2 separate regions of the Mus musculus genome follow, and region 1 is linked to region 2. The links are chromatin contacts, called in public HiChIP or PLAC-seq maps. All regions are on one chromosome and are shown on one strand. Each heading gives the region's core, a stretch centred on a gene start, on an enhancer-like site or on the middle of the called end of the contact. The rest is flanking DNA. Distances are from core to core; before and after follow the strand shown.

Evidence for each region. HiChIP or PLAC-seq counts read pairs in DNA pulled down with a chosen protein or histone mark.
Region 1: a contact with region 2 is called in a FOXA1 HiChIP or PLAC-seq map of pancreatic cancer cells. The contact joins two enhancer-like sites. A contact is called at or near these places in 1 of 484 Hi-C or Micro-C datasets (liver) and 1 of 115 datasets of contacts at active chromatin or transcription factors (pancreatic cancer cells).

The regions. Positions count from the first base shown.
Region 1 is chr1:65,117,378-65,120,077 of GRCm38.p6, forward strand. D630023F18Rik (RIKEN cDNA D630023F18 gene) reads right to left here. Exons shown (of 8, transcript NM_001285882.1): 3 at 2,162-2,244. It overlaps Gm36358 (a long non-coding RNA gene), which reads left to right. Exons shown (of 3, transcript XR_373471.3): 3 at 1,262-1,637. Among named protein-coding and RNA genes, the nearest start is that of D630023F18Rik, 4.5 kb to the right of the region's middle. Within about 2 kb of position 1,319, at least 46 of the 459 cell types and tissues checked have an H3K27ac peak or open chromatin away from gene starts, as enhancers often do. A contact at or near this core is called in pancreatic cancer cells, where this site is marked.
Region 2 is chr1:64,807,946-64,810,645 of GRCm38.p6, forward strand. The region is part of intron 7 of Plekhm3 (pleckstrin homology domain containing, family M, member 3); the gene reads right to left. Among named protein-coding and RNA genes, the nearest start is that of Fzd5, 72 kb to the left of the region's middle. Within about 2 kb of position 1,341, at least 63 of the 459 cell types and tissues checked have an H3K27ac peak or open chromatin away from gene starts, as enhancers often do. A contact at or near this core is called in pancreatic cancer cells, where this site is marked.

The sequences.
Region 1 (2,700 bases), core at 69-2,568, 310 kb after region 2:
CTGGGATTCACCAAGTAGGCTAGGCTGGCTGGCCAGCCAGTGCCACATCTTTGTCTCCTCAGTGCTGTGATTATAACTTTGTGCCACCTCACCCAATATTTTGTGTAGGTGTTGGGGATCAAGTTCAGATCCCCTTGCCTATACACTAAGTGCTGACTGACTGAGACCTGTTTTCGAAACTCCTATTCTTGTTCTTTTTGACACAAGCTAAGGTGTGACACTAACTCATAAGTAATAAGTAATGACTGTGTGTTATCCACTTTTTAAATAGGATTAATATAATTGATTTTCATGAACCAATGAAACATGTACTTTGAATTTTGTTTTGTTTTGTTTTGTTGAGATAGGATCTTTCTGTGTAGCCCTGGCTGTTTTGGAACTCACCCTGTAGAGCAAGCTGGCCTCGAACTCAGAGATCTACCTGCCTCTGCCTCTGGAGTGCTAAGATTGAAGGCGTGTGCCACCACCAACTAGGAGTCTTTGAATTTTTAATTTGCCAACCAAGTGATGTATTTTTCTTCTTTGTTGGCTTTCACTAAAGCTGTTATAAATATCCATGGTTCCTGTAGTAATTAACTGATTATGGCTTTCTTAGCAGGAATTCTCATGCTTCTTTCTCCTCAGGGGGACCTGTTTTTACTTTACTGTAAGCTTGCACACCTGTAGGGAGGTTGAAAATACCCCTAGATTCTCTGAACGGGTCTTGCCAGGGTGATTCATGGACAGACAAATCAGGAAACAGAGACAACTGAGTCATGTCATGCTTGCTTGTTGTTTGTTTAAATCCATCTGGTTATGAAGTGAAAGGACACTAATAATGTCCACCCACAAGAAAGATACTGGAGGTAGAACCTGGTAGCAGCTGGTGAGGTTAAAAAAAAATCACATTTACTTGGTGTGTTTGTACATGTGTGTGTGTGAGGGGGGTGAGGAGGGGGGCACTTGCTTCACTGTGGAGTTCCTGTGAAGGTTAGAAGACAGTTTGAGGGAGTTTGCTCTGCTCTCTCCTCCCACCTTGTGAGCCCAAGGCATGGAACTCAGACAGTCAGGCTTGTGGCTAGTCATTGGCCCACTGAGATATCTCACCAGCCTGCGCTTTAAGTTCCAATGTCGACAATCCTAGTCCCAAACTTTTCAGGTATAGAGACAACCAAACCCACCTCTCCACCCCCCCTCTCCTGCTCTCTCACCCCGCCCCACCCCTTGCTCTTGTTCCTTCCTTAAGGTTATCCAAACTGGATTTTCTGCTTGTTACTGTCAGTGCCTCACCTGGAGCTTGAGCCAGGATCGAGGAAGAGAAACAACATCTGGACTTTGGACTGAGCTATTTGATCCTGCCTCTCCGTTTCCTGACCTGAGCGGTTGACTGAGTCTGCTGAGTCACTACCCTTGAAGGAAAATGCTGATAATCTTGGGAAGACAATGATCCCATGGACTCAAGTGCTGACATGCTCCAGAACCTGTGAACTCGTCCTTGGGAAGCAGTCTCAGTCTTTACCTACAGAACTAACCGGTGTGGAGTTTGTATACAATACAGTGAAGCTGTGCTTCTCAGCAGACACATCCCAGGCAAGACTGTTTTAAAAAAAAAAACTCAACAGAAACCAATGAGTACAAATACAAAATCTGTGAGCATACCTATGATGTCCCCAAGCTGAATCTGTAATGTGTCTTCAGGCTTCTGGCTGGAGGAGAAGTTTGCTCTGTGTTTCTATATCAGAGGGCCTCATAGGAAGATACCAGATAGGGCTGGAACTTGCTCCATCAATTAGTCATGTTTTAAAAGGAAAAACCACAAGGGCAGAGGAGATGGCTCAGGTGGTAAAATGTATATAAACATGATGACTTGAGTTTGGAGCCTTCCCCCATCTTTCATATAAAAAGCTAGGCATGGTGGTACAGCCTACAATCCTAACGCCCAAAAATGGAGGCCAAGACAGGAGGCTCTCTGGAGCTTGATAAACAGCTAGGCTTGCTAGTGGTGAACTCCAGATTCAGAGGGAGAGAGACCTTATCTCAAAAATAAGATGAAGAGTGACAGAGGAAGACATTGACCTCTGACCTATGCATACACTCACATCCATACATATACATATCTCTCTACTCACACTAAATAAATAGATAGATCAAAAAGAAAACCAACAAACATATTTCAACTTACACTTTCTCCCACTGGAGCCAAGTTAAGTTTTCTGAGCAATCTAGCCATTGACTGGCAACACTGATGGCCAAGTCATAGTGGGCCTGGAATCAGGAAGTAGAAAGCAGAGAGGTAGGTTGAGACCTTGGCAAAGCAACTCCCTGAATAGTGAATAAGCCCATCCTCTGCCCAATTTCAAGTGTGTGCGTGTGTGTGTGTGTGTGTGTGTGTGTGTGTGTGTGTGTGTGTAGAAGGTGGGGGACATTCCTATTTATAGCCTGATGCTCAGCTAGAGGTGTTCCAGAATCTTTGGGCAATAAGTTTATCTTCCACTAAACAGCTCCTTGCTGTGTGTAGTCCAGAGTAGTAGGAACCCTCAACAGGAAATTGGGGAATGTGGCCCCCTAGAATTTCCAGTATTTTCTTGGGTCTCGGTCTCCTTAAGTTTTAAAAGAGCAAAAGGAGAAAATGAGGAAAGAAAGCTACAGAGAACAAATTTTTTTGTTGTTGTTGTTTTTGTTTTTTGAGACAGGGTTTCTCTGAATAGCCCTGGCTGTCCT
Region 2 (2,700 bases), core at 91-2,590:
GAACCACCATGTGTGAGCTGGGAATTGAGCCAGGTCCTCTGGAAGAGTAGTCAATGTTCTTAACGGCTAAGCCATCTCTCCAGCCCATATTGTGATTTTTAAAAGCAATTAAAGAACTCACCAATAAACATTTATAGATTAAATATGATTATATTTGGAGCCAGAGGTATGTGCTCAATGAAAGATATAGGACTGCATTTCAACATGACTTTATTTTATATATGTTCATATATAAATATAAAAATAATATGTGTAGAAAAATAATAACATATGGAAATTTCTTTATATTTTTTGTGTCTTCTACAGTGAGTACCATTTCTTTTTACAATTAGAAATAAAAACAGGATTTTAATCAATGATGGTCACTTTCTTCTGTAAGCAACAGATAATTAGGTCATCCGGAATGTGTACAGACAAGGCCATGCAACCTAGATACCTAACTAGAAACTCAGTAAGGGAACATGTCTTGACAGCAATCTACTGAGACAACCATGAGGACTGTAGTTATAAATGTGCTTTATTAATCAAGAGGTTAAGGCCATACAGGGTAGGGTCAGCCCAAGTATTTCATGCAGGTTTTGTCTGTTAGCAGACATTCTGAAGTGTTTAGACATGAGAATATGGAGCCAGCCATGGTGCAATGTTATATGCTAAGTTATTATTTGAATATAGGTTTTCTTTTTGTTTGTTTTTTGTTTTAGCAAAAGAAAATAAAAGTCTGCCTGATGCCGCTGCCAAGCCACCCAGCACTGTGCTGAAAAGTTTGTTTTCTTTCCTTCAAATCAAGTCAACCATTCATGGACACAGCAAGTACATCAACACAAGGATGGGTGGGCAGCCAGGAGACTAAAGAAGAGAAGAACTGCATATTGGTTCTCATTACTCTCTCCCGTCATTCACCAGCTTTCTGGTCTGTTCTCCTCTCAGAGACCTCTTCAGAGACCCTTCCATCTATAGACATTGAAGATTCTAAATCCTGGCAAGGGTCTGTTAGAGGGCTACCAACAAAGTGCCCAGCATTTTAGTCCTAGTCAGAAAGCAGCCAGCAGACAGAAGCGGGTGGTTTCGCAGGAATGGCACCTAGGAAGGGGAGCCCAGGCTTCCTTTGGCTCTTTCTAAGATCACACACCTTATTACAATACTCCTTAAGTGGGCTGCTTCCCAAGAAAAGCCACAGAAAGGAAATATCATTAAAAAAGACTATAGACATTGGGGGTAAGTTCTTCCCTCCTTAAGCCTGGCCCAGCCAAGGCTGTTGCCCTCTGTTGTTGAACAGGATGTAACAGGACTGCCAAGCACAGCCCACAAACCTGGTAATTAGGTGCACTGACAGTGTTTGCTTTGGAACCATTTACCAACAAAGGAATGTGTCAGGCTGATTAGTGAGAACAGGGTATGTAATGTGTGTGTATTTAAGTCCACATGAGGCCATAATCCAGGAATTCAGTCTGTTTGAGCAAGGGCTCTCAGAAATGAAGGCTGAATAAATAGGAAGCTACGGTGGGTGGAACACTCGAAGCTTCTGGATAGCACTTCTTTCTTCTCTCAAGCTCAGTTCACCTGTACCCTGCCCCCTTCCCCACCCCACAATGCAGACCAAACATTTAACACGCAATTCTCTTAAAAATATAATGAACTGAACTAGGTAAATGGAAAACTTTTTGCCAGGTTGCTGGCAAATGTGCAGTTTATTATTTTGGCACATATGTGACAGCTTTATTGGACATTTACTCTCCATAGATGCTCTCCATATGCCCTGTTGGTGGGCAAGTAAAAATGCAAATAGAACAACAGAAAATAATCAGCTTTTTTTTTTTTTTTTTTTTTTTTTAAACACGGGGTCTCACTATGTAGCCTTGGCTGGTCTGGAACTCAGAATGTAGACTAGGCTGGCCTCAAACTCACATGGATCCATTTGCCTCTGCTGGGACTAAAGGTATGCACCATCACATGTGATCAGAATGCACTGACTTTAATGCCACTGCTCAGGCAGTGCTAAAACAAACAAACAAACAACCTCTGTATTTAAGCTTCTTCCATGGGAGGAAGGAATTCAGCACTTTATATACAACCCAGCTTCCTTGTCACTTTTGATAACAACCCTTTGTTCAGGTTTGCCTGCAGTTGGGTACTTGGGACTCCATGTGTACGTGAGGGATAAAGAAGGGCAAAAAGCTCCAATGGAAAGAACAGTATCTATGCCTCAACAAGTTCCAGTCCATAGGGGCGGGCAGGCCAATCGAAACTGACAGCAGCATTTTCAATAGGTCACATATACTAGGAAGATTCTTCACACCCTTTAGTGGAAATGATGATTTTGAGTCTGACCAGATAGGAAAAAGTGACAGACTTCAGGTTTAAGTTCCTTGGGAACTTTCTTATATGAACTAACCTGACAATACATCTCAGTACAGAAATGATGAGTTCTGTGTGGAGCCTCACTTGCATGGGCATTTCGGTGAGGACAATGTTCATTCTCAAGGTAACATGGAAAGTTCTTCTACAGTGTGAAGACGGCATGTAGTGAGAGTGTGTGTTAGTACAACTGGTGAGAATTCAATGTAAGTAACTTCAAGTGAGCCATCCTTACTTCTTGGAGGAGAAACCAACTACACGTAACACAAAGAGAAACTGGCAAGAATGTTCAATCCATCTGTTTCTTTTACTATTGTTGTTGTTGTTATTATTATTATTATTTGT